Linked DNA regions of Rattus norvegicus: region 2 is linked to region 1. Evidence: chromatin contacts called from public Hi-C data. All regions are on one chromosome and are shown on one strand. The core of a region is the stretch at or near the end of the contact, and the rest is flanking DNA. Distances in the headings are between cores, read along the strand shown. Region 1 overlaps Arpp19 (cAMP-regulated phosphoprotein 19). Region 2 overlaps Myo5c (myosin VC).

Region 1 (6,748 bases), core at 2,406-4,905:
ACTCCCTATAATCCTCACATTTGGAGTCTTTGTGCAGCAGGAATATCAGTGCAAGTTTAAGGCCAGCGTGAGCTACACAGTAAGCTCCAGGCCAGTGTGAGCTATAAATGAGATCCTTTCTCAAGCAAACAAACGCCTAAAAACCTAATAAAACATTCTTTAGATTATATAGAAGGCAATCTTACAAAAGCCTCTCTTCACATATTATTTATTTATTCATTTATTTGAGATAATGTCTTATAAAGCCCAAACTCTAACTTGCTATGTAGCAGGGGGTGACTGAATTCCTGATCCTCCTGTGTTTTCATCCTAAGTGCTGGCATTACATAAGCGCCACCACCCAACTTCTCATTAAAACTGAGCAGCTGGGTCTTTAGGTAGATCTATTTCCAATTATCTGAGGAACTTCCAGATTTATTTCCAGAGTGGTTGTACCAGTTTGCAATCCCACCAGCAATGGAGGAGTGTTCCTCTTTCTCCACATCCAGTAATACTACTCTTGGGAATATACCTAAAGGATGCCCCACCATGCCACAGGAGCATGTATTCCACTCCTTATCTGTGATAGCCAGAATCTGGAAACAACCCAGATGTCCCATGACAGAAGAATGGATACAGAAAATATGGTTCATTTACACAATGGAATACAACTCAGCTATTAAGAATGAGGACATCTTGAATTTTGCAGGCAAATGGATGGAACTAGAAAATATCATGCTGAGTGCCTCACTCAGACCCAAAAGGACACGCACAGTATGTTCTCACCAATAAGTGGATATTAGCCACAAAAAACCAAAAACAAGTACAGAATATCCAAAATGCAGTCCACAGAACTCAAAAAGTTCAACAAGCTGAAGGGCCCAAGTGAGGACGCCCCAATCCCACTTGGGAGGGAGAAGAAAGTAACCAGAAGGTGGGAAGAAAGGGGATGGGTGTGGGGGGAGAGGGGAACATGATTAGGAAAAATTTTAGTCTAAATAAAAAACAAACAAAAAACGGAGAAGCATTGATTTTATATATGTGGTCACCTAACATGACAAACTCTAAAGTCATATTTATCAGAACTGGGTCCTCAGTTTGGTACTTTACCAACCACAAATACAGAAATTCACAGGCTAGACTGTTCAAATCCTTTTTGACTCTGATGGGCGATGAACTCATCATGCATATGTCTTATTATTAAAAGCCCAGTGAGAATATAACATTAAGTTTATAATAACAATGGGTATGATACAGAAAATGACCTAATATAGCAACCAAATAGAATTCAACCCTCTCAAACAATCCAGAAACTGTTTCTTAGTTTCCTAACCATTATGACAAAGGAAAATTGAAATCTAGAACCTTATATGATTCAGACTTTAAAAAAATTCTAGAATAAAAGCGTATTCACTGATAGTTTGGGAGATTATAGAATCATTCAAACATCAACACTGCAAATTTTATATAATTATTTCAGTCAAGTGTCACTTGCTTCATTTCCAGCTACTTTCATGTATGACACTAACTTTAAGATTCATTAATTCTGCTGTGAAGAAACCATCTCCTAAATACTAATAATCAGTCAAGTGCAACCAGGAATCTGATGCTGAGGATCATACACGATGATGTCATAGCTGAAAATATGCCTGAAGGTTTGGTTGTGTAAGGAGACAGACAGCATATGCACGCACATTCTACACTAAACCTAGATTCCCAATGAACTGAGTCCCCACTTAGATGTTTCTTGCTTACATGATCCTTACAAACGTGTTTTTAAAGAACCACATATTCTACTTGTGGACTCATAACTATTTCTCTGATGCTGAACATTGATGTGGCTTCTAATTATAGTAAAAGCTTTAAGAGGAAAAAAAGTTTCAGATTTGAAGCTTTTCTCCTCCTCTCATACTGAATTATAGCTTACATTAATTTATAAGAAATTACTTCTATGACTCTTAAATAAACTCTTCCATGACCCTTTCAAAATTAAGAGTAATGATCTTAATTTTTACACAAATAAAAAAAATGCATTAGTTACACTGAATTTCATGCTTACCAATAGGAATTATTCTAAATATTTGAATTTAGTATGATGAAATTAAAATTTTACTGACTTCTACTATGGATGTAAACACTTTCTGTCCTAACAGTTATAGTTCCTGTTAAATTTCCTTATTTAGAGTTATGCTAATGTTTTTAAGGTCCTTAAGTTTTGGAATAACTTTCCTACAAGAATCTGCTTTAGAGTAGAGAAATTCTGCATTTTCTATATTTAATATTCTTTATATTATTATTTGAAAGACTAAGTCTTTCATTTTTTTTTCTTTTCTTTTCTTTTTTTTCAGAGCTGGGGACCGAACCCAGGGCCTTGTGCTTGCTAGGCACAAGCTAAATCCCCAACCCTAAGTCTTTCATTTTTTAATGTCCACATTATTTGTTGATACCTTTAAAAAAAAATCAGTTTTGGAGTCCATATGTAACTACAGTGCACACCCACTGACTTGTTTTTTTTATAAAAATAGCAGATACCAATACACTTAAGGTATTTACTTAAAAAGAAACAATCTAGAATCTTATATAGTAAGCAATTACCTTTCACATATACTCCATCATTCTCTGATCCCAATATTGAGAAAGAATTCAAATATGCTTTAACTCTAATTTTCTATTTTTCAAGCAGGAGAGAAAATTAAAAAAAAAATAAGTACCACTACTATTTTCATGCTAAGAAATAATGACTTCTACCTCATAAAGGGAGATGACAAGACTCTAGGAAAAATGCTTTCAGTACTCTGGACTACTAAAATCACATGTAAATTGGATTAAAGCAAATTAATAATTTTACAAGTGATCATTTCATCCAAATACAAAGGATCATAAGCCTCTGAATGTCTCATGAGACTTGCTTTCAAACAGGCAAGTTTTACTAAGGGTGGCAGGGTAAATACCTGTTTCTGGACAGTAGTTCTTTTTGAACAGAAGAGGGGAAGGGATCACACAGAAAATGTGTGGGTAGGTTTGAGTTATATCTACATTTATGTTTTTATAAAGATGACAAAGCAAGAATTCTTTGATATTATCATCCGTACTATGGTACATACTTGAAATACTTTATAATTTAATTTAAAACAATTGCCTCTTTTCATACATATTCATTTCATACATGAACCATGTAAAGTACTGACAGAGATACACGTCCCTGGAAATACAGGAATAAAGACAGACATTCCCTCACAGTTTGTCCGGACACTGAGCCCCCAGGGAGAGCGTGAAGACGACACTCGGCAACTTACCCCTTTCTGCAATCTTTTCCTTAAAAAGTCAGAACCACCAGGCTTTTGTCCCAAATGAGGATACCTTGCTTTTAACTTTGCTTCTTCAGCTTTCTCTGGACTAGTTACTTTATCTTCCATTTCCTGAAATAATTTCAAGTAAATTATTTGTTACAACTGAATTTTTGAAAATAATTCACCTTTTAATATCTAGACTCTGGCTTTCCTTGTTGAACACCAAGTAAAACAGCCTCTGACTAAGAAATCAAGCCCAGGAACCTTTCAAACGCCTCTATCTTTCTTCTCGAACATCCCATGTGATAGCTCTATTATAGCTGTGATGCATGTATAACACCCCACACAGAGGATAAAAATACCAAGATAGCTCAGCTCTCCAGTCTTGCTTGCAGTTACTTTCCAGTCATGTATAATACATTCATAATTAGTCACCTTCTATGGGACTCTTCAGCTCTTTGTCTATATTTAGACAATTTTCCTAATACTATCAAAAATCTAAAAGATCTTTTTGATTTTCTTATTTAAAAATCACATATGATTTTAAACTCCTTAGACTCTTTACTAGACATTAACAACAGCCCAAATACTAGCATATTTTCCCTAAGTAAATCACTTCAGAAGACTTTGATATCTACAATGATATTTTTCTCATCATTCCTCACATCTGGCTGTGTGTGTAAGAACTCATCCCTGTATTTACAGCACCAGGAATCCAAGGCAGGAAGACTATAGCAACTTCAAGGCTGGCCTCGACTGAGAAGTTCCTATTTCCTACCAACAAAAAGCTGAAATTCTGTTCATGTCAAAAAAGAATACATACCTTTAGGTTTTGAAGCCTGTTTTCTGAAAAGATTGTTGTTACATGCACCCCCATGCCCACCCCCACCATCCCAGTACTTAGGATTAAACTTGGGAACTCATGTATGCTAGTTAAATGTTCTATTACTTGTTATACCCCTGGTCTTCTTACTATCTTAAGAATATTTTCTCCAACTCCTATCTTGAATGAGTATATAGTCTTCAAAATGCTATTTTACAGGAAAGGATTTATCATATCATGACAAGAATAAACCAGTAATCCATAGGTCTCCTGGGATGGGAGGTTGGACAGCTAGCAAGGATACTTTTAGCTATTGAACTCATTTCTTTGAACTAGCAAAATCACACTTTGGCACATTTTGAGTCTCTAAGGTTATTTATGAAGTAAGATAGCAGAAATGTTAAATCTATAAATGTCAAACCAACTGTTCTTATAAAGCAAGTAAATAATTTGTCTAGAAACTTTTTGACCTCATGTCTCTTTGTAGACTTTCCCCAAGGTTATATTTACATATATTCTATTCACTTTATGTATTATCAACACTTGACCCTCAACAATTCCCTTATACCCTACTTTATGTCTTAGAGGATTTTGTGGGAAATGGTGCCAATGGCAGATAGCCTTCCCTTTCCATATTCCTGCCCTTTTCTGATTCAGATATCTTATTTCCCCTTTCTAAGCTGCAGCTTCATCTTCCAATCTCTCACTGAGCGACTCCACACAAAATTTACCTGTGTATTCAGCACAGGTAAGACTCTATCAAGAATGGTATGTCGAGAAGTTTGAGTGTACAGTATAAATCCTGGATATTGTTCAGTGTGTGAGCATGTCAACAGGCTGCTCATCGTTGTCACAGTTAAAAGCTAAGCCTTCCCAAGCCCACTACCTCAGCTGGTACTAAATCATAGTCATATGCTCAAGTCTACACGAAAAATAACTGCAATACCACTCTTCAAGGAGATTTTTGGTTCTGTTGTTTGTCTTTGAGACAGGGTTTCACTATGTAGCTTTGACTGACCTGGAACTCAATATGAAGACCAACCTGGCCTTGAACTCACAGAAATCCATCTGCCTCTGTCTCCTGAATGCTGCAGAAGTTCTTTAAGGAGTTTTTCAAAACTGATTTCCTGCCTTAAGAAGATTAGAACCTAACTAAGTAGGATATAAAGATATTGTACTTATGTAATCCTGGAGAACCAATGCAAGTATGTGTGAGTGCAGTCTACTGCAATAAGGTGTGCTAGAACCTTAGCGACATCTAGTGGCAGGCTCAGCCCTCACTACACAAATCCGCAATCCATCAGCATTCTCAGAGCTGCAATTTCAAAGCAAAACTGGATTAAAACCCTATTCTTGGATTTCCCTGTTCAGTTTGCCCATTTTAGATAATGCTTATTGAAAAGGAACCAAAGTCAACTGTTGGCCTTTAGTCCCAGAACTTTCAAACCTTATGGCGAGAATCATATTTTATTGGTCCAGAAAGATTATGCGGCAGGTAAAGGAGCTTGCTACATAAATTTGACAACCTCAGTTTCATCTCGGACTGTGATGGCAGATGGAGAGAACTAAGTCTCCTGACCTTTACATGTATACTGTAACACACATGTACCCCATTCGTGCTCACACAAGAAAAAAATGAGGGCAGGCTGATCTATATAGTGAGTTCCAGGAGCCACATGTACACAGAGAGGTACTTTCTCATGAAAACAAACAAAACAAAACAAAAAACAAAACACCCATACACTTCTTATGATACCTACTTGAACCTAAGAGCTCGAGAGTTTGAGACTAATGAGATCACATCTCAAATCAAGGAGAGGATAGTAAAAGAAAGAGGTAAGACAGGAAGAGAAGAACAGAAGAAAAAGAAAGGGACTCCAATTCCTGAACTTTCTTGCCAATAAACAACACTATTAATAAGTCTTGCTAGTACAACTTTAGATGAATTCAAACTTTGTTCTGTATTCAACAAGAGAAAGAAAGATAGGAAAAGACTGGCCTAAACTACCCTTTAACATGTAGTTAAGTACTATCAAGACTTTCACAATACTTCTCACAAACTACAGAAAATCGTTCCTAATCTAGTGTAGATGCAAGACCTTACACAAAGTAAGTTCAAACTGCTGAGCAGTCACTAACATTCTAAGACAGCTGTAGATCTGCTTATGGAGACACACCCATGGGGAGGTGGCACTGTGGTGCTGCCATTCTGCCATTCCTGCAGCTGGATAGAAGATGGCAGGTTCCAAACAGGACTCATTCCTACAGTCAGAGACATTCTTCAACCCCTGCCTCTAAAACAGGACTCATTCCTACAGTCAGAGACATTCTTCAATCCCTGCCTCTAAAAACGTTTCTTTTTTTCCTCCTGTCTGTTCTTCCAACCTTTTCAAAAATTTGTAACCTAGCACCTCAGACCTTTTCCTTTGTTTGAAGCATGTAGCTTTTGTTCTTTTCTTCCTCATATGATGCTTAACAAAAATCAAGTGAAATAATTTGTACCTGTAGTTATGTTAAAACATGTTAGACAGAAGCACACAATTGCTAAGGTTATAGGTTCTTATACATCAAAGATATTCCTGAATATTTATTGTAGCTAAGAATGAAAATAAACTGAAGGGGGGGGGAGGCTTAAGATAAAGAGAAGAAAATATAA
Region 2 (6,748 bases), core at 1,861-4,360, 230 kb before region 1:
TTATCCCAATATTTAAATGGCTATACCAGTGTCCCTTTAGAAGACACTGAATGAAGACTTACATACATGCAGAATAGGCACTATTTTACTCTTCTCACAGACGCTTCAAAGTTCAAGGAAAGAGGACTGGGATGGGAACCTGGCTCCATTCCCAGTAGAGTGGGAAGGGCAACACCAGGTGTGTGTCTTCCCTACCCCCTCTCAGGGAAAATAGATTTTATTTGGCTTTTCTGCCTCCCATAACCAAGGTCATACTTCCTCCAGCTAAGCTCTTTGGAAAACCAGTTTTTTTTTTTTTTGGTTCTTTTTTTCGGAGCTGGGGACCGAACCCAGGGCCTTGCGCTTCCTAGGTAAGCGCTCTACCACTGAGCTAAATCCCCAGCCCCAGAAAACCAGTTTTTAATGCTGGCATTTAAACACTACCAGTTAAATTCAACCTGAAGAGTGAATTCCATACTCCATTGTGGCTCAGTGACTTCCGGGTCACCTTCAGTACTTACAAATACTTGAAGTCTACCTTAGCCTCAATACTCCTGGCTCTAGAACATTCTGGAACACTGGCTTGATGCCTGCAAGAGCTGGTGCATAGGTGGTGCTGGAAAAGGTGATCGGGAAGAACCACGGAACCAAGAATTCCAGGAAAGAATCACAGAGCAGTGGTAGTTTTACTGTGTATAAAAATGAGGGCATGATTTGTTCCAAGGCATGGTGTAGGGGAAGGTTATTGTAGATATGAGGTAAGGGTGTAGCCAGAAGCATCTAGAAGAGTCCCGAGCAGAGAGAGAAAGTAGACTGAATCTGACTGGCAGATTGAAGCGGGTCACAAGAGGAAAGAGAGGGAGGAGAACGAGAGGGGAAGAGAAGAGAGAACCAAGAGAGAAGAGAAAGAGAGGGACAAAAAAAGAAGGGGGGGGGCGAGAGCGCATAGCTGAAATGGATTGAGAAGCTGGGGAAGGGAAGCTGGAAATGGTTAGGACAAGGGTGGGGTGAGAGGAGTCACAGGTACTGAGAGAGCCCGGAAGCCTGGGTGCACTTTGGTATGCTAACAGGCGCCACAGTTAGCTGTTTGTCTGGTTTCTTTTGGACCTGAAGTAGTGTGTCATTATTTTTAAGCAAATATATCTTTGGGGGTGGTGACTGCTCAAGTGTCAGAAGCAACTGTTTCCAGTCCATTCACACTCTCCAGGGGGTTATTTGTTCTTGGGGCACAGGGTTGTGTTGACCCACCTTTAAGTGACTCCTACAGGTTCTCTGGAATCATATGGCTGTGACATTCCCTCCCGATCCGCTCCGGGTGACTCACACTAAACACAGGGTGGAGCCATTCACCGTACACCCTATACATCTGCCTGCCTGCTGGCCTCCAAGACAAGCTCCTTGCTGGATGTCACCCTAGGGGTTGTGCCTGGTACCAGGACAAATGACTGAATGAGGTGTCTACCATTTTCAAGTGGACTCTGGCCATCAGTCTCCCCCAGTCCCTGCTCACTAGTACCTATTGTGGGGTCACCTGGCTGGTATATCCTGCCCCATACCCTCCATTTCCCCAGCTCCTGAGCTGCACTGCCTTCCCCCAGCTGTTCTTTCCTATATAACCAGCCCTCTTGGCTATATGGCCTCTTGGTCTCTCAGTCCTCCACTCCTGCCCTCATGCCCCCCTCGCCCCATTCTTGTCCTCTCTTGCCCATCTCTCCTTTCATGGCCCAGTTCAGTCTGGACCCTTCCAGATGCCGCTGATTGTTCTTTCCCTCATATCTACAAATCACAGACAAAAGGGTGGGGTGCCTATTTAACATATCAGAGGGGGCCTGGCTACTAGGTTTTCTCTGCATCCCTTGGTCCCTACCTGTTACAGGGCCATCCTGCCCCCTACCCTAAATTCTCCAGCCCAGGAGGCTAGGTTGCCCTTCTCTATATAGTCCAACCATTTTGGTTCCCCTGCTCTTTGTACCATTGGCCTCCTGGCTGCTGCACCTGGTTCCCTGCTCTCCCCTCTCCCTCTCCTCTCCTCCCTCTCCTCACATGGTCCAGCTCAGGGTCACGCCCACTCTGGACTCTCCCAGATGTCCTTGCCTCTGACTGTCCTCTTCCGCATATCTATAATAAATTTTCTCCCTCTACCTTACCCATAGCCCGGCTCCTTTTTTCCCTGTATCTGTTATTCACTCACACACAATAAGCCTCCTCCTCCACCATGCACAGACGTGTGTCACATCTCATTTTTTCCATTCATACCCAAGGGTGGTACATAAATGTGCTAAGGTGGGAGGATCCCAGGCTCCCAGGGTTCAGGCTCCACATTAGTGTCTCAGATTTAATATCCAAGCAAATTTAACATCTGGCTTTCCATACATAGCTCCGAGAAGAAGCTCGGTGGTAGGCCTATCTGTAGCTACTCAAAGACTGAAAAAGAAGCCAGTTATTCTGACAGTTACCAAGCATTCTTCATCCAGCAACTCCAAAATGCCCATTTTGGCTTCGATCAGGTCAATCACAGGTTGATTGTCATAGAAGTCTATCAGAGTCCAAGGGATGTCCTCCTTCATGTATTCCTCTTGCTCAAGTTTAAAGACGTGCTGGGGTATCCCGGAGATAAGGTGGAAATTAAACAACATCAAAGAGAGACCTGAAGGGCTTGATGCAAGCCCAGAAGGTACAGATGTGAGGGTCCAATGTGTGATCAGAAAGACCCTGGAACACTGGCCACCCCTCCCCAGAACAGAGCCACTAAGAGGTCTCTTATGGGTCTGGCTGTCACCCTGACACCATCCTGAGTGGCTGTGGTCTACTGCTGCTCTCTGGGGACAAAAGCAGCCTCCTTAGCCTGGATCAGCCCAGCCAGGGCAGGGCAGCCAGAGAGAATGTCTGCTATGCAGGCAGTGGGCAAAACGTATTATTAGAATTCAGAGTTTCAAGGAGGCTTCCCCAGGATCTTGTTCAGGCTCCTCCTGGAGGATGAAGGAAACGGGTGACAGATGGGGAGGAAAGAAAGCACCCCAAGTTGTTCCAAAAAGGAAGCCAAAGATGGCGGTGCAGTTTCAAGATACAGCCACAAAGCGGCATAGCAACTCAAGGTATAACTCGAACTATCAGGGCATTTTCTATCTCTCGACCCATGCATGCTTGGATTTCTGAATGAGGAACTGGTAAAGGACTGTGTCTCTTTCCGTGCACGCAGAGGGCTGGGCATTCGCCCCAGGAAGACAAAGAGTCACCTACCAGGTTAAACTGCTGCTGCAGCTTTTCGTTAGCGTAATTGATGCAGAACTGTTCAAAGCTGTTTACATCAAACGTCTCAAAACTGAAACACAGTTGAACAATAAAATGAGAGCAAGCCCAGGACCTAGGTGCTCATTATAGCAAAGTGTGCATGTGCCTGCATGCGTGTGTGTGTGTGTGTGTGTGTGTGTGTGTGTGTGTGTGTGTGTGTGACGACTCCATAGCTTAAGAGGTTTGCTATGCTTTCGGCAAGTCTGAACGACTTCAAAGCTGCTGCTTGCTGGCTCCTTCTAAGCTGGCTGCCAGTTGACAAACTACCCTTTTCCCCACTGGCTGGACAGGAATCTGACTGTACATGATTCCTCTTCCCCAAGCCAGGCATTACAAGTGGCATACTGATTAATCCATGTAATACCAGAGTCGGCATTACTGTCCTCCCTCTACAGAATGGAAAATGACTGAGAGATTAGTTCCATTTCTTAGGACATAGCACTGAATCTGATTGGTAGTAGCACTTAGGCTTTCAACGGGAGAACACTTCTCTCCTCTCCCCGCTGACCATCCAGAGGGCAGACAGGACAATTCTGCCTTCCCCAGGCTGGCTTTCAGAGTTCCTGGAACAAAACTCTAAGGTCATTTAATAACTTAGCCCAGCAGGAAGCCACACACATCCCTGCCTTGTGTTCAGGCTTTAATAGCGGTCTCCAGGGTTACCTGGGTGACTTGTAAACTCGAGAGCCTGGAGCAGTCAGGCAGAATACAGTGATGGGGGATTGGATGCTTACTGCACAGCAGTGAGCCCCTTGGGGCCTGCGACAAGCAGGATTGTCTGAAGGAACAGCCTCGCTTAGCTCGTCAGCTGTGGCCACTCGTGAACCCAGGCCAGGATTTCACATTAGCTGATTCTCAAGAGGAGGTCGCAGTGTCCACTTTACCCTGACTCCTCTGCCTGTGGAGGGTTGAGGGTAGTGGGGGGTGAGCATCCTGCTGGGAGGAAGCCTGAAAAGATGCCTGCCTTTGTGTGCCTCACCTCTCTGTGCTCTAACTGCCTCAGGTGGAGGATTAATATAACTTCATTGCTTCACGGAGGGTCAGAGTCCAAGAGGCCATGGTGAGACCCAAAGGACAGCAAATGGTACCCAAAAGTCAGCTTTTAGCTTGCATCCCCATCCTCTACCCTCCTCTCCATGCCCAAGGCTTTGTCCCTTGTGGCTCTGGTCCTCTGGGGTCACTGCCCCACCGTAGGTCCCTGGACAGCTCCAGGCTGACTGGAGGCAGCTGTACCACTTTTTGTAACATTGTGAAGGCACCAGAAATGGAAGCCAGCTTGGACCTGGAAGGGACCAGGCCAAGGCCAAAAGGAGCAGGGTTTCCCTCAATAGGGCACAATGTCAAATGATGATCCTTTGTAGGTACCGTGAGCTGAAGTTTAAAACCTAGGGACTTACGACTTAAGATGCCAGAGGCGTGCTGTCTGGGACAATGGTTTGCACCAAGACCAGGGCGTTAAGGCTCATGGCTTGGTGACTTCTTCCACCTGACTGTCCTGACAATCCTGCAGGAGAGGCTCTCAGTGCTCTGAAAACATGCCACTGCAGTGCTGGAGAGTCTAGCCCAGAGGGCTAGCCTCAGACCCAGACATTTCCAAGCCTGCTCCAAAGAGCATAAACATACGACAGCCCGGGACATCAAAATTAAGTTTCCTTCCCTTTGCAGTTGAACCTCAAAGCTCCCGGCTGCAGTTTCACCTGTGCTAAAGGATGCTAACTTTTCCTGGCAGCCGTTGTCATATCTGGGTTAAGCTGAGCTCAGTTCCCCGAAGCCACGATATGTGTTAGGACCTGAATCAACACACAGGCCAGCGTGCTAAGGAGTGAGTGATTCACCCTGGGCCACAAGAGCTTCCACTTAGGGGGTAGCTGTGAATCCATGAACCAGTTTTATATCCACTACACAAGCGCTTCATCTCCCAACTAGTAATGTTAACGGACTCTAACAAGTTTTAAAATTTGTGAGCACTTTCATTGTACAGTCAGCCACTTAGCTGCAAAATTCAAGTTCTTCACTACAGCGGTCTGGAACTCTGTGGATCTGAATTCCCTCTCCTATCATACTACACAAACACACACACACACACACACATGCATACACACATACACATGCACACACACATACACATATATGTGTGCACACACACATGCACACATACATACACACATATGTGCACACATGCACACATATCTTTTTTCTCACAGTAGTCACTCTGACTTCTCCTTCCTTGCCTTCTTCACTAGTAAAATGAAGTCCCAGAAGGCAGGGACCTTTCATCGCACAGTGCCTGGCAAGTACTTATTTGTTAGATAAAAGTATAAACAAGTGGCTAGGGAGATGGCTTGGCAGTTAATAGCACCTACTGTTCATGCAGAGGGACAGAGTTCAGTTCCGAGTACCCAATGTTGGGTGGCTCACAAGTGCCTGAACTCCAGTGTCAGGGATGTGGCGCCCTCTTCTGGACTCTATAAGCCCTAGCACTCACACATGCACAAACCTACATGTACACACATGAACACACGTTTATAAAAATAAATCATTAAAAATATGAAGAAATATATTCCTAAGCTATGAAGTCCACTATTTTTAAAGGCAAGTTCTGGCTGGAGAGATGGCTCAGAGGTTAAGAGCACTGGCTGCTCTCCCAGAGGTCCTGAGTTCAATTCCCAGCAACCACATGGTGGCTCACAACCATCTGTAATGGGATCTGATGCCCTCTTCTGGTGTGTCTGAAGACAGCTACAGTGTACTCATATACACACAATAAACAAGTCTTTTAAAAAAAATAAAGGCAAGTTCAAGAAAATACAGCAAACACTTCCCACTTCAATGTAAGAGTTTTAAACTAGGCTACATTATTTTTTTTCCCAATTTTACTCAATTTTTTACTGGTTATTCAAATTATTTCTTGGGATAAGATAAGGTAAATAATTTACTAGCCTAATCCTGTCCTGTATTAGTATTTTAGAACTGTTGATATGTTTTCTTGAGAGCCATGAGTAATCACTTAAAATCTATATGAAACAGTCCCTCCCTTTGCTAACTCCCGTCAATACCTGGAACAGCTGGCTCTCCTGGGTGAAAAGTTGAAGGGCTGTGCCTCCCTTTTGTGTGAGGAGGAGTCCCTAACTGATGGAAAGTATCGAGTCTTTTCTGGGACAATCTTCCCAGTGGTGTGCCCAAGAGGCCAGGTGTGGTCTTGGGAGAGTGGCAGGGACAGAGACCGAGGGGGGTTCTGACAGAGACCGAGGGGGTTCTGACAGAGACCGAGGGGGTTCTGACAGAGACCGAGGGGGGTTCTGACAACTGGACAGCCCAGCACCAGGTTCCACCTTGCCTTCTGCAAGCACCTTCAGCAGGAGCAGGATCCAGGATCAGAAAAGCAGGACAGGGCAAAGAGAAAGATGAGACCAAACTCCAAAGTGGCCCAAGCTTTGTGCTGTTTGAAGTAGGGGTGGGACAGTTGAAGAAGGGGTGG

Evidence for each region. A called contact is a pair of places that touch in the nucleus more often than the background predicts.
Region 2: a Hi-C map of the A7r5 cell line shows a contact between it and region 1, with 7 times the contacts expected there. The contact joins two enhancer-like sites. A contact is called at or near these places in 6 of 12 Hi-C or Micro-C datasets (the A7r5 cell line, the Rat2 cell line, Schwann cells and 3 more).

What each region holds. Positions count from the first base shown.
Region 1 is chr8:84,671,083-84,677,830 of GRCr8, reverse strand. It overlaps Arpp19 (cAMP-regulated phosphoprotein 19), which reads right to left. Exons shown (of 3, transcript NM_001395719.1): 2 at 3,276-3,398. Among named protein-coding and RNA genes, the nearest start is that of Arpp19, 14 kb to the right of the region's middle. Within about 2 kb of position 3,655, at least 10 of the 93 cell types and tissues checked have an H3K27ac peak or open chromatin away from gene starts, as enhancers often do.
Region 2 is chr8:84,898,648-84,905,395 of GRCr8, reverse strand. Myo5c (myosin VC) reads right to left here. Exons shown (of 41, transcript NM_001108167.3): 11 at 3,220-3,301; 12 at 2,436-2,576. Among named protein-coding and RNA genes, the nearest start is that of Myo5c, 32 kb to the right of the region's middle. Within about 2 kb of position 3,110, at least 20 of the 93 cell types and tissues checked have an H3K27ac peak or open chromatin away from gene starts, as enhancers often do.